2 separate regions of the Mus musculus genome follow, and region 2 is linked to region 1. Evidence: chromatin contacts called from public HiChIP or PLAC-seq data. All regions are on one chromosome and are shown on one strand. The core of a region is the stretch at or near the end of the contact, and the rest is flanking DNA. Distances in the headings are between cores, read along the strand shown.

What was found. HiChIP or PLAC-seq counts read pairs in DNA pulled down with a chosen protein or histone mark.
Region 2: an H3K4me3 HiChIP or PLAC-seq map of embryonic stem cells shows a contact between it and region 1, with 3 times the contacts expected there. The contact joins the promoter of Nova1 here to the enhancer-like site in region 1. A contact is called at or near these places in 1 of 39 promoter capture datasets (hippocampal neurons), 1 of 484 Hi-C or Micro-C datasets (the N1E-115 cell line) and 8 of 115 datasets of contacts at active chromatin or transcription factors (astrocytes, differentiating embryonic stem cells, embryonic hindbrain and 4 more).

Annotation. Positions count from the first base shown.
Region 1 is chr12:45,829,082-45,835,751 of GRCm38.p6, reverse strand. No RefSeq gene overlaps it. Among named protein-coding and RNA genes, the nearest start is that of Gm33811, 140 kb to the left of the region's middle. Within about 2 kb of position 2,256, at least 16 of the 459 cell types and tissues checked have an H3K27ac peak or open chromatin away from gene starts, as enhancers often do. A contact at or near this core is called in the N1E-115 cell line and embryonic stem cells, where this site is marked.
Region 2 is chr12:46,814,419-46,820,909 of GRCm38.p6, reverse strand. It overlaps Nova1 (NOVA alternative splicing regulator 1), which reads left to right and starts at 2,143. Exons shown (of 5, transcript NM_021361.2): 1 at 2,143-2,294; 2 at 3,881-4,024. The coding sequence starts at 2,159.

The sequences.
Region 1 (6,670 bases), core at 1,007-3,506:
TACCTGCCTGATGATTGAAATGTTTCAATATGAGTGCACCCCCCAAATATTTTTTACTCTGCTTCTTCTAATCAACAGATTAAAAAAAAAACCTGAAGACTATTTAATTCAGTTAAAGGACTAGAAATCAATTTTAATACATTACCACTGAGATTATGCACTTATTAAAGGGTTAGATATTAGTATTAACTTTATTCTGGAAATTTGAACAAGGTAAAATTATTTTTAAAGGTTTTAATCTTTGACACAGTTCTACCACTTAACAAATAATTTATTTACCTGCTCATCTTTAATAATTTCAAAATATTAAAGAAAGCAAAAAGAAAGGGTTAAAAGTGCTTTACAAACAAGGTAACATTTGAACTCCATTTTGAAAGAAAAATAGAAATTTGCTAAGCTAATTTGGAGTGTGTAACCTTTCAAGTAGAGGGAGCAATAGAGGTGGTCAGCAAAATAAGAAGAACTGCACTATGTCTAGGGAAATACAAGTGAGGCACAGCACAGCACAGCATGACAGTAAATGACAAAGGTCAAACAGTAAAATAAGTCTTAATATGGAATCATTACTCCTCTTAATTTCCTAAAATTAGTGAAAGGTCATTGAAGGATTTTTTAAGCAAGTTCTCAGCACAGTTAAATTAACATTGTGTAAGGATTGGTGATTTATCACTACAAAGGTTTCAAAAGTGGGGGTGTGGTGCAAATGAAGAGAGCCTGGAGATACAGAGGTCATTTTTGAGGCTATTAAAACGATCCAGATAGTATAGACTAAGATCCAAATTAGATGAGTGGCAGAGGGGAAAAAAAAAAATGAGGGCATGTTAAAAAGTTAGATAAAGGGACATTCAATGCAAATGTAGAAAGTAATAAAATTTGCAAGTCAAGTGAGAAGAAAGGTCAGAAATCTGTGCTTGGTCTTTGTCTTGTTTTGACTGGATACACTGGGAACTGGCTCACTTGAGCTACCCGAACAAAACTCAGATTGAATGATTTCGTCTGTGGCACACACTGAGTTCTTGTTGATCTAAACTCTAAGAAGTTAAGGATGCCATCAAGATGGGTGTCCTTCTTAGCTCCTGGCTCTTGTAGAGAACTGCTCACTTCCTGTGTACTCTTATTTTGTGTCTTCTCTATTGCAGTGAGAGCTCCACCCTCAAGTCCTCACCCAGCCAAAAGCTCCCGTGCATGTATATCACATTGGAGTTTACTGTTACAAGGAAAGTCGGAGGGATAAAAAAGTATAAATAAATAAAAATAAAGAAGGCAAGGCCCAAAAGCATGAATTTAATAATGAGTATGGTATTTGATTTCAGATGCCTTTAGGAACTTCAGGGGATTTTTGACAGACACTTGGTTATGTAACTCCCGAGTTTTAGAAAAGAGAGGAGACAAAACTTAATTTGAAAGTCATTATTTCATGCTGATACAGTAATAGAGGAATGGAATGTGTGTGACAAAGGCGTCACAGGTGGATCTGTTGGAGACATTGGCACATGATCATATACAATGACAGAATGTGGAGGTCTGCAACTAGGTAAAAAAAAAAAATGAAAGCAAAACAGAAATCTGTGTTGTCATGGAGATAAGAGATGTGATTGGCATTGTCTGCAGATGGACTCCATAAGGATTCTATCCATTCTAGTTGGCCTTAGGATGCTGACAGGCAGAGTGTTTCTTCTGTAGCGCTTGCATCCTGTACCAAGTTTCATTGGCTCTGCCAATCCTGTGTTCCAAGAACAGCCTTGTGTAATGGGTCTGTAACACTAGTTCTGGTGAAGTAAAAATGGTTCTGCTGTTTTTATCTTATCACTTAAACCAGAAATTCTAGATTATCTTAACCAGGGCATCTGTGACCCTCTGTGATCTGTAGCTTCCTTTGGCCTTAATCAGATCATCTGGCATCATAAACAACAGACTCCTTCCTCATTTGTCTGCATATCCAAATCTCCATCCTTTCTCCTGTGCACAAGATTCAACACATTTGTTCAGGGAGATCCCAGTTTCTGGATGAATGTTTTGTATGCTGGGTGCAATCTGTTTCAGGATCTTCATCCTTTTGTTGCCTCCAGCTTTTGAAGGGGATTCTTTGAAAACAGCTTCCTGGTTCTTTGGAATTGCTTTTTCTTTAAGGCAATTACCGCTAGTGTTTGCAAGTCCAACTTCACTTAAAAAAATAAAAAACAGAAGAGGGGGTGGGGAGAGATAAAAGAATCAGCTTAAGCCCAGAGGAAGTATTCTGGGAAGAGACACCGGCTGCCCTGTGACTGTGCATTTTAAATGGAGCCTCTCCCCCTGATTTGAATTACCTTGGCCCGGGCTGAGTATCCCCGGTGGACTCTTTCCACTTAAGCTTTTTATTAAAAAAGTAAATTGGGATTATTGTATTCCCTCACTTTACTTTGGAAGTAGAAATTTTAAATTAATTGTGGTCTAAACTGATAGCAAACAGAGAGGCTCTGATAGTAGTCTGGCGGCCTCTTCTTCAGCCAGCAGAGATTTCCGTTATTGCTGCTGGGAATGGCTTGGCTGAGATATTTTTTAATTTACATTTTTTCTTCCCTCTAATGAAGGATTGAATTATGACTTACTAGAAAATCCCCAGTGCGGAGGAGAGAGAGAGAAAGATGTCGACTACCTTCCTCCGACATGATTGGAGCAGAGCTATTTATTTGGAGCGGGGTTGAAGCCACAGCGGTGGAATTTAGAAGGATTTCTTCATTCTCTGTCTGGAAAATGCCCTTAGCTCTCATTGGAAGTCAGTTTAGCACAGGGTCAATGCTATGGCAGACAAGAAGGGTATTTCTGTATCAGTTCCTTGTAGGACATGAATGTGATGCTCGCACAGGATCTTCAGTGCCCTTAGTCAGGGATTCCTGAGTCCTCCGGAGTGTGCCTCTACCTTGAAAATATCCAATTTCAGCTTCTCTAAAAGGACCCCCTGTGGACAGCTCAACCCCCAACAGACTTGCAGACAGTAATCTGTATGTTATACAATAGCTCTCTTCCTGCTACATTATGGGGTTAGCAAAACTGTGAATGTTGCAAAACAGAATTACTGGCCTGGAAATTTCCCTTCTGTGGGCAGATGGCATGATCAAGAGCAAAGACAGACATGTCCTTTCATAAACCAAGGGCAGTGGTTACACAATAAGCTTAGGTAACATCCATGAGAGGGGGCGAGTTTAGGTAAAACTTAGTGATGTATATTCAAAGAACCAGTTTGTGAGTTCAGACAGCTCAACTGAAATGTCTTTCTGAATCACTGGTCTGAAAGCTCACCACAGCACACTCATAAAACAAAGTGTGCTTATTGTATGTTTCTATGCCTTAAAACAAGTATATCCTAGACATGCCCCTGTGTTTCAGAATATAAGTTTCAAAAGAGAGAAAACAGAACTCAAGTGTAATGACATTGGAAGGGCATTTACTCTATGCCTCCAGATTTCTGAAAACAGGTTTCAACTGCAAAATTACCTTTTAAAGTCACCGATTAGATTTAAGTCTGTCTTGAAGTTTATTTTAGCTTATAGAGCACTGCAGTGCCTATCAGTGCCTGGCATCTCACGACGCATGTGCCCTACACTCTCCTCACATATGACCCCCACATACCCTAACTCTTATTCCAAAGATAAAAACTTTCCTGAGGATTGGATAAGACACACTGTGACACTCAATTAATGCCATTTTTGTCCCCAAATGCAAAGATTCCTTTTGAAGCACAGAACAAAGTACCACAAAGAAAAGAACCCTGAATTATCTTGAGGACCAATCTCCATTTGACAACTGCAGTTTTTGAAAGATAACCCTCTGGCTTTTCTAATCACCTCAACCAGTTACCCTATTTCCGGTGGTGCCTCCTTTCTTTTGGTGAAACTCAGATCACTAAAAGAATTTCAAAATCTTGAGGTTTTTTTTTTTTTTTTCTGAATAGTTAAAGCCTTTAAGCCTAATTTTAAGAAACAACTTTAATCAGAAGATTAAGGAACAAAAAGATTAGGAAGAAAATTTATTGGTATAAGAAAATTTAAGGCAAAACGCAGGTGAAAATGTTCTCTTGTCTCATTCTCACCTCTTTAAGTTGTTTAAATCACGCAGCACAAAAACCTCCCCACAGGAAGTAATCAGTCTTCTAGAGCTGATGCCCAGGCATTGATTTTCTAACAGAAGACCAACTTTTAATTTTCTCTGCTTTATATACATTCAACAGCCATGTGTACAAGTTGCCTGCTATAGTCCCAAGTGGAAAAGGCATAGGCGAGAATGGTGCTGAGTGACAACATGTAGCTATTCTGCAAGTGTTCCCAAATATCCTTGGGACCCAGGAATCCTGAATAAGAATTTTTCTTTCACATTGGTAGCACTCTGGGATTGCTGTCAAGTACAGACCTTCATAAACACGTGCATAAACAACAACCATATTTATGTTTATTTTTGAAAGAACTGAGAGTTCTATTTTACATGTTGTTTTATTACCAAATATTCAGATGAAGATATCACCCCACATGAAATACCCATTTATCTTGAATAGTCTTCAGGGTGAATTAGTTTTATTATTGAGATTGCATTTCTTCAATGTATCTCTCTTATATTTGCATAGGAAAAATTGTGGTAACTTTGCATGCTCATTTTGTTTTATTTGTGCCCTCCCTAATAATTCAATAGGAAAATCATAACAAAACCCATTATTTTATGCAATGAATTAATGTCAAGAATTTTCAAGCTCTTTTGAACTACACATGCACAAACAACAGGTGCATATGGCTCTCACCTATCTGGAAATATAGAATGGAGAATGTTCAGAGTCATAAACTCTTCAGAGATGAGCATGTGGCCCTCCCAGCCCCTTGTTCTGCTCTGTCATTCTTCACAGCAGAATGCCGCCTTGCTTTTCACCCTTAGCTGTTGGCTCTAGTCTTCCTGTTCCTTCCAATAAAAATCAGATGCTCCCGGGTGCTAGGCCATGACCTGATACTGCTAAGGATAGTCTAAAGATTAAAATTGCAGTGAATGTGCCAGAGTCTACTGGTTCTGATGGGTTCAGAAACAGAGAGACCAGGGAAGGGTAGAATGGGTTTCTGCTTGGGAATGTCTTTCTGGTGGTGGATGAGCCTGACAGTGGAGGAGGAAGGCATCTTCACGGAGTTGGGATTTAGTGTCTTCAGACATCCAACCTTGAATTTTCAGTAACAAACCTGTGACCGAATCACTGTCTAACTTCTTAAAAATGGTTTTTCTTCTGAGAGGTAATGAGGATTTTATTCTAGAAATTCTCAATTTCAAACAGAATTCTGTAGGAGCTGTCAGGCTCTTTATGCATTATTAAGTCTCTCACCAAGGATTTTTCTCCCCTGAAATCTGACCTAAGGTTTTCACTTGGAACTATTGAATTCAGAGTTGATTTGCTTAACAACTCAGATGAGCTGTATCAGTGTGGATTTGCATTTCTAGTACTGAGATGTGTTTCTCTTGTCTTTCACAACCAACTTCACTTTGCAGAGCTGTTACTGGGTTTTCTTCAGCAACATACAAAAGCTCCCTTGTTTGCAGGGAGGACAAAGGAGAGTTATGAGTTCTTTCCATCCTACTTTATGATTCCAGTTTGAACAGGCAGGGAACTAGAGGGTATATTGTTCTTTACCCACCATGTCCTTGATGTCCCAGCACCCACTAAGGAACTGCCAGTTGCCTAGATGCAGTAGGAGAACTAGATAAAGATTTTAATGACTAGAGGAAACAGATGGAGGCAAAACTCCTGCAAAGTTAAAAGAACTGCATACTTAATGGTCTAGATGCTTAATAGCTGTTATAGCTGCCAAGCCACCATATAACTCACTAATATGCAGAGACCATAGCTGCAGGAAAGTGACTTGTTTCATTCTCAAGGACTTTCCTAAAAAATTCAAGGTTGTAAGAACCTAACCTAGAGAATAATTACTTGTCCAGACATGATAACAGACTCCGGCAGAACAAAGATGACAGCTTGATTCACAGACAAATATGAGTCGGTCTTCTATGTCTGCCTTCCATTTTTCTGTGCAGAGATAGATGTCTTTAAACAGCCCCAGCAGTGAACATCCTGTCAGTTTGAAAGGTCAGACGCTGAAGTGTATCAGAAGAGATGACGCTGCACAGACCATCAAGAGAAAAGAAAATGATTTCATTATCCTTCTTCATCTGCTGTAGATTAATTCAGTTCCCATCATGGTGGCAATTAAAGAATTTTTTTTGTAGTCCTGTCCTGACCTAGTCGAAGAGGAATGAGGTAATAAAAGCAGCACCAGAAAGGGGGGCAACTACAGCTGTTAATGTTCCTTAGGAGTCAGTATTCCTGGGGAACAATTGCTGCTGGAAGTTATGTGTGAACAGAGATGTTCAACTATGGATGATAGAGGGGAATGGACTATAAATAAAAGCAGCAGAAAGTGAAATTTGCACCTTGGATACTCAGTGGACCACACTAATGCTTAAAAAGGTTAAACCAAATATGTTTTGCTATTCATGGGATATAGAGATATAAGGCCCATACAATGAGCACATATATAGGTAGATGTAGAGATATATGTGTTCAGATAGGAATGCAAATACAACAACAGAAGAATTCTAGGAAGATATCTATTCTCCAGGCCAAATGGAGAGCTGCTTTTCTGTACCTGCATCTCTCACTAGTTTA
Region 2 (6,491 bases), core at 894-3,393, 990 kb before region 1:
TGTTGTCTTCCTCCTTAATAGTCATCCGCCGTTCACCGCTGCAGAAAGCAACCAAAATCCCCATGCTTCCTAGACAGGGAGTCAGGAAAAGGTTTAGATTCTTTTCCATTCCTTCTTTCAATCTATCTGATCGATTTTTCTCCCTCTCTTTGAACCAGATGCAGCACATTCTTTGTTAGAAGCCCACATAATCACACTGGAGTCCCTTTATTGTTAGCTTAGCCATCTTTTAAGTGATGTTCTCCGGTAGGGAGTATAAAGAACGTTTTCATTCTAGAAACCTGGTGAATACGTGCCCGCCTTTGTATGTCTAAGAACATTTACCGTAAATATGACGTCTATGGATCGCGTGAGTCTAGAGAGTCCAACAAGTTGCAATCCTTGTTTTAAGCAGAAAAGAACCTGTCTCTAAATTTCTGCAGTCGGCGTTCAGAATGACATAGTGCCCAGTCTGAAAGATTCGGGGATTGAATTAGTAGTTTACTGGTTATTATTTTTAGGTGAGTTTGGATAAATAGTCTCTTCAAAATGATACAGCGTCGCAAGATGGGACAGTACTACTATAGACTGTACCGAATGCAATGGATAGTATGTAAAGTGGTAAACATTTAATGACTGACATAAGGGCTTTTTCCATGACACACTGTCAGAACAGCTTGATTGGGTTTGAAATCAGTTTTTCAGACTTTGGCTTTTCCACTAACCCGGATTCCTAGCATCAGGACTTAAAATACTAACTTGATGCATGACCTTGAACAAAATACCCTGAGTCACTTTCCTTATCTACAGAAGGACTGGACTAGATAACCTCTAGGGTCTTTTATAATGCTAGCTTAGCCACACTTCCCGCATCCCCCTCCCGCCCCCTCCAGTGTGGAAGGGCTGAGGATCAGGATCCTGAAACCGCCCGAAGCTATGTAAGTCGTGGGTGCCCAGATGCCTTCATCTGTGTTTCGTGCAGTGTGTGAAGCTGCGTACACCCTCAGCTGTTGCCTCTTCAGTTTGCCTCCCGGGTCCCTGTGGAGACCACATATCGCTTTATTTATTTATATCCTGGCTTGCTCCCGAAAGCACATAAGGCGCCAAGACACAGTAAGTCCCCGACAGTGTCACACGGTGCGAGAAAGAAATCCTCTGATGACATCTCCTTTAGAAAACCGCCTCCCAGAGATGCTAATGAATGCCTTTTGCCGAACTCTCCGGGTCCCAGCTGGGTTTCTGGTCTCCTGCCTGAGCCGTCCACCCCTCCCCGCGGTCACTCAGACGCCCTTCCCGGACTAGCCCAAACTGTCACCACCAAGTCCCAGCTGGACCAGGATCCCGCCCGGCTCCCTCGCTCGGCTGTCATTGGCTGCTGCTGCCGTCACTCCCCGCACGGCTCCGCCTCCCCGCCTAGCGCGTTTTGTGGACCCCTGGGTTTCCGCGGCAAGCCGCTGACGTTTGCCTGAGCGGCGTTGCCTGGGCCCCGCGACCTTTCACCCCGCCTCCCCGCGGGAGCGCCCCGGCCCGCTCCGCGCCCCCGCCAAGCCCGCGCGCCCCCGCCAAGCCCGCGCGCGCCCGCCGCCCCGCAGGCGGAGACTCCGGCGCGGAGGCCGGCCCCGCGCGGCGCGTGTGGGAGTCGCGGCCCCTCGCGGCCCCCGCCCGCCGCCCCCCACGCGCGGGAGACACGATGAGCGCGGGCGGGCGGCAGCGGCGCGGAGCAGCGCAGGCGGCACACGCGCCCAGGCAGCGGCGGCGGCGGCAGCAGCGGGAGCGAGCGCCGCGTTAGCCGGGTCCGCCGCTCCGGCCGCCCGCGGCCGCTCCTCCTCCCGCTCATTCACTCGCCCTCCTCCCGGCCGCCCGCGCCTCCTCCGCTCATTCACTCCCGCTCTGCCCGCCGCTTTCTTCTCCTTCTTCACCCTCCGGCTCCCACACCCCCTCCATTCCCGCTCCTAGCCGACACTGCACTGCAGCTGCTCCGCGCCCTGCCCCCTCCCCAGTGAGCACATCAGCCACACTGCTCGCCGCCTCAGACTGCTATTGATCCGATTAAAGAAAAAAAAAAAAAAAAAAAGAAAAAAAAAAAAAAAACCTTAGCAACCCCAAACGAGAAAAAAAAAAAAAAAAGCCAAAACAAAAGGGAGCCGCTTCTCCCGGTGCAGCGGCAGGAACTGCAAGCATGATGGCGGCAGCTCCCATTCAGCAGAACGGGACCCATACGGGGGTTCCCATAGATCTGGACCCGCCGGACTCGCGGAAAAGGCCGCTTGAAGCGCCCCCTGAAGCCGGCAGCACCAAGAGGACCAACACGGGCGGTGGGTATCGCTTCCGCCTCCCGCCCCGTCCCCGCCGCCCTCCCGCGCCGTGGCCGCTGCCGCCGGCCGTCCCGCGCCCCCTCCCCTGCACCTGCCCCGGCCCCGTCTCATCAAGATGGCGACCCGGGGTTCTGAGCCGACCCGCTCGCCCCAGCCGGTGCTGGCCCCGGCGACAGGGTCCGCTCCCAGGGCCGCCCCCCGCGAGAGGTGATGGCCGCCTGAAGATGCGCGCTGCATTTAACAGTCTGATCAAATAAATAAATAAATGGCACTTGGGTAGCGGCTTGCAGATGCTGGGGGCACCGGAGACTTTTGCCTCTGTTCATCCCCTTGCTCTGGGCCACAAGTAGTATGCAAAATCTTGATGAGTGCATGCCCTGAGCGCACTTACATGGTCGGTACAAATATCGCATTGATTTGTCTTCAAGGGTATGCATACGAGGGGGGTGTCTGGTACGGTGACTTGTTAGTTAACATCCTGCGCTTCCTCGGAAGATGAGTTATAACGGGACCGCTATCGCTTCTTCATTTGCACTGGAGTCATCTTAACAATGCATCCAATGCATCGAAGCAGAGGTGAATTTATCTCCAGCATATACATTAGAAATGGATGGGGGTCTTGTGAGTGGCACATCGCAAAAAATTCGGAATACTCGTTCCCAGTAAAGAGCTGGATTTACCGCGAAGTTTCCTATTTAAGACGTGATCAGGTTGACGGAAACTAAAGTTTATGGAGTTGGCTTTATTTTCTGAAACATTTCATTTTTCTTTTTTTTTTTTCACGGCTCATCGAACCTCCCCCCGCCCCCGTCTCCGTTTTATGGTTCTTTTGGAGATGGAGCGTTATCTATTTGGTGACTTTGGAGTGTATTTAGAATAAATAACTCGTAAGCTTTTTAGTATTGGCAAGATTCTTCTTAAGGTCTTTTAATTAATGAGCTTAGCCGAGATCATAGTAGACTTAGAAGTGCCGCGGAAATACATCGGGATTACTTAGATTCTCAGTCCACCACATTGACGCTTTTTTTCCCCTTGGCAGTTTCTCACGGCTTGGAATACTCCCTACAGTTTGGGTGGACTATTTTGCAGGAAGATGGTTGTTTTGTATACTTAAAGTCGGATATAGCCAGTGATTAATTGCAGTCTTTTATGTTTGCTATGACAGACAAATTTAGCGGATCACTACTTACAGTGTTGGATTTTTTTTCATCTTCAGTATGTTAAGTGAAGGTTTGTCATGTTCTAAATCTCTGAAGTTTTGTTAAAGGGTCAGTTTCTTTCATTTTGCCATGGTAACCACAGAATTGGAAGACTTTCATGTTTGGAGTAACAACTGGAATTTACTCCCCAGTCTCTATCGTACTGCAAATTGTTAGAACGTGTGAATCCCGAAAACTGGGGAAGATTTTGTAAATGCTTGTTTTTCAGTGTAATTGGTGGTTTTCATTCCTTAAGCATTTTAAAGTGCTGTTTTCTGCAATTCTACGTCCATTGGTTTAGTTGATGTTTTCTCTCTGGAGGGTGGGTTGGGGATTCAAAGTTTAAAATGATCATGTTAATCAAATGTATTTCTTTACATTTTTCAGAAGACGGCCAGTACTTTCTAAAGGTTCTCATACCTAGTTATGCTGCTGGATCTATAATTGGGAAGGGAGGACAGACAATTGTTCAGTTGCAAAAAGAAACTGGAGCCACTATCAAGCTGTCTAAATCCAAAGATTTTTATCCAGGTAGGTGAAATGGTAAAGAAATTGTTTGACTAATTTCCCAAGGAAAAACACCAAATATCTACATGTGCTGTGTGTTGTCTTAAAAAAAATTTTTTTAAATGATGAAGATCTGAGTGTTACATTAGCATACATTGTGGAATTTCTTTAAGCGTATTTCCATTGTTGTTCATGTTTTTCCCTCCCATTAATTGATATACTGTGTATGTGATTTAGACTAATGGTGAGATAATTCTCTGCATGCTTTGGAATGCTAATTGCTAGCACAAAAACTTAAAAATTAGAGCTAGAACCCTGGACAGTTGGCATAAGGAAATGTGGTTCCTCTGAAGTTTGCAGACATCATTGTCATGACAATTAGTTTAGTGTGAATTCAGAGGAGGGGGCTGGGTGGTTTCTTAAAGAATGGACCATTTACTTCTGCATCCATTATGTACCTCTTTCTGCTTGGTTGCTTTGTTTGTTGGCCTTGGATGAAGTAAAGAGGACAAGTGCGGTCTCTTCAGATATTTAAAATACTTTAGTAATCTAATTGGGATAAGAAATTTACTACGCCGACATGCAAGATGTGGACTAGTGTTTTAGAATTTGTGTTCAGAGCCATATTTGATTGAAATACTTTACAGTGTGGGACAGTAACCTGCTAGATCATCGCAGGTTTCCTAGGTTGATTGATTGTGTGGATTTGGCCTCTCATTTTTCTGTTTGTTTGGTTTGTTTTTTGTTGTTGTTGGTTTTGCTTTGTTTTGTTTTGTTTTACTTTTGGGCTCCTCCTTTCATGCTGTGCATTTCCTCAGGTTCATCTTTTTTCTTTTCTTTCTCCTCAGTTCCATTCCTCCTCAGTGTATGTATCTTCAGTAGTGAAATCACAGTGGACTAGTGCAACCCCCGGTGATAGATATCGTGAGCTCATCTGCTTTGCTTAGCTCTCGCTTTCAGTCATTTTTCAGGAGGTTGTTTTAGTTTTATGACTGTAAAAATGTTAATTCAGTGCTGAAGTGAGCTATAGTGCTTAGTGTTTTCCTGATGGAAAAGAAAGCAGAATTGCTTTCAGAGGTCTTGGCTACCAAGAGCTCTATAGCACTCAGACACTAGCATGGACCGAGGGAGGCTCAACCCTTGGCTACTTCCTTTTCACAGCTAATCATCTGGGCTAGAAACCGACCATGCACTGGAAAAGATGATTTTGGAATGGCTGATGCTTTACTAGTTGAACACAGTACTTTTGGGGGAAATATTAAATGTAATAAACGGACGTGTAACCTGTTAGCTACTGTGGCTCTCTAAAGTTTGCCGAAGGCTCTCCTCATCTCGGGAAACTTTCCCTATGCAGTTGGAAAGTTTAATATATTCACGGTGGTGCATTGAACAGGTATATCATAATAAAAATCAGTGTGGAATTGTGAAAATACTTAGTTTAAATAAAAGCACTCAAAAGAGCTTGATTGCAGAATTAATAACATGATAGATCTAGGAAGAGCTACAGTGGCAAATTAAATACCCTGTCAATAGATGAAAATGAAAATGCTTTTCTGCATTATACATGAGGTGCTGTCAGATACATAGGGTGTTACAGAAAATTGATGTTTAGCCAGGATATTCCAAATAGCAAATTAAATGCCTTTTCACTTGAATGTAGTTTATTTTCAGTGTGCTGGAAAGGATGCACTAGGAATTAAATCTTTTGTTTCTTGTCCACTTATTTTTACATTTTTTTTTTGGTTACCTGAAAATTACTTATTTTATTTATGATGTGAAGGTGTTATTTATATATAGCAAGAATTTTCTTTTGGGGGAAAAATGAGAAGCTGCAATGCTTTGAATAAAATTTGGTTCATGTCGTGACGTAACCTGACCAGGAATGAGTTAAAGCTAAAAGATGGCTCATTCTTGGCCTCTAACAGGTGGGAGTCAGTATAGGCTATGATATCCTGATATCCGTTTTAAGGGTAAAACAAATCCCTGGAGTTTCTAGGAATCTTTAAGAATTCTCAATAGTTTGTAGTAAGATGCAATTTTAATTCAATAATTAACTCTTCGAACAGACTCATCTCCACTCTACAGATAGACTGATTTCCCTCTGTTTTCTCGTCACACTTGACTAGACCCTGTAAAATTATCTAGGGTCTTAGTATCATTCAGTCTAAGAGCCTTTGAGCTTTTTTTCTACCTTCTTGTACATAACAGATACTTGCTGTGCACACATCCAGATGAACTAAATTAGAAACCGTGATTCATATTGTTGAGTTACAAAGAAGATCCTATAGGGTGCTGCAGTGATTTAGCAGCCCATATTTGTATGTCTCAGATAAATACATCCATATGCACACAAACATGTATTTATGATTGCCGTGTTCTACCAGAATGAGCGTTCCTGGGGTTTATTTCAGGGAAGCATTTTTTTTTCTGGTTCTTGTTTGGTTATAGTATATTTGGGGGAAAATGCAACTTAGTTTTAGAAACTACTAGA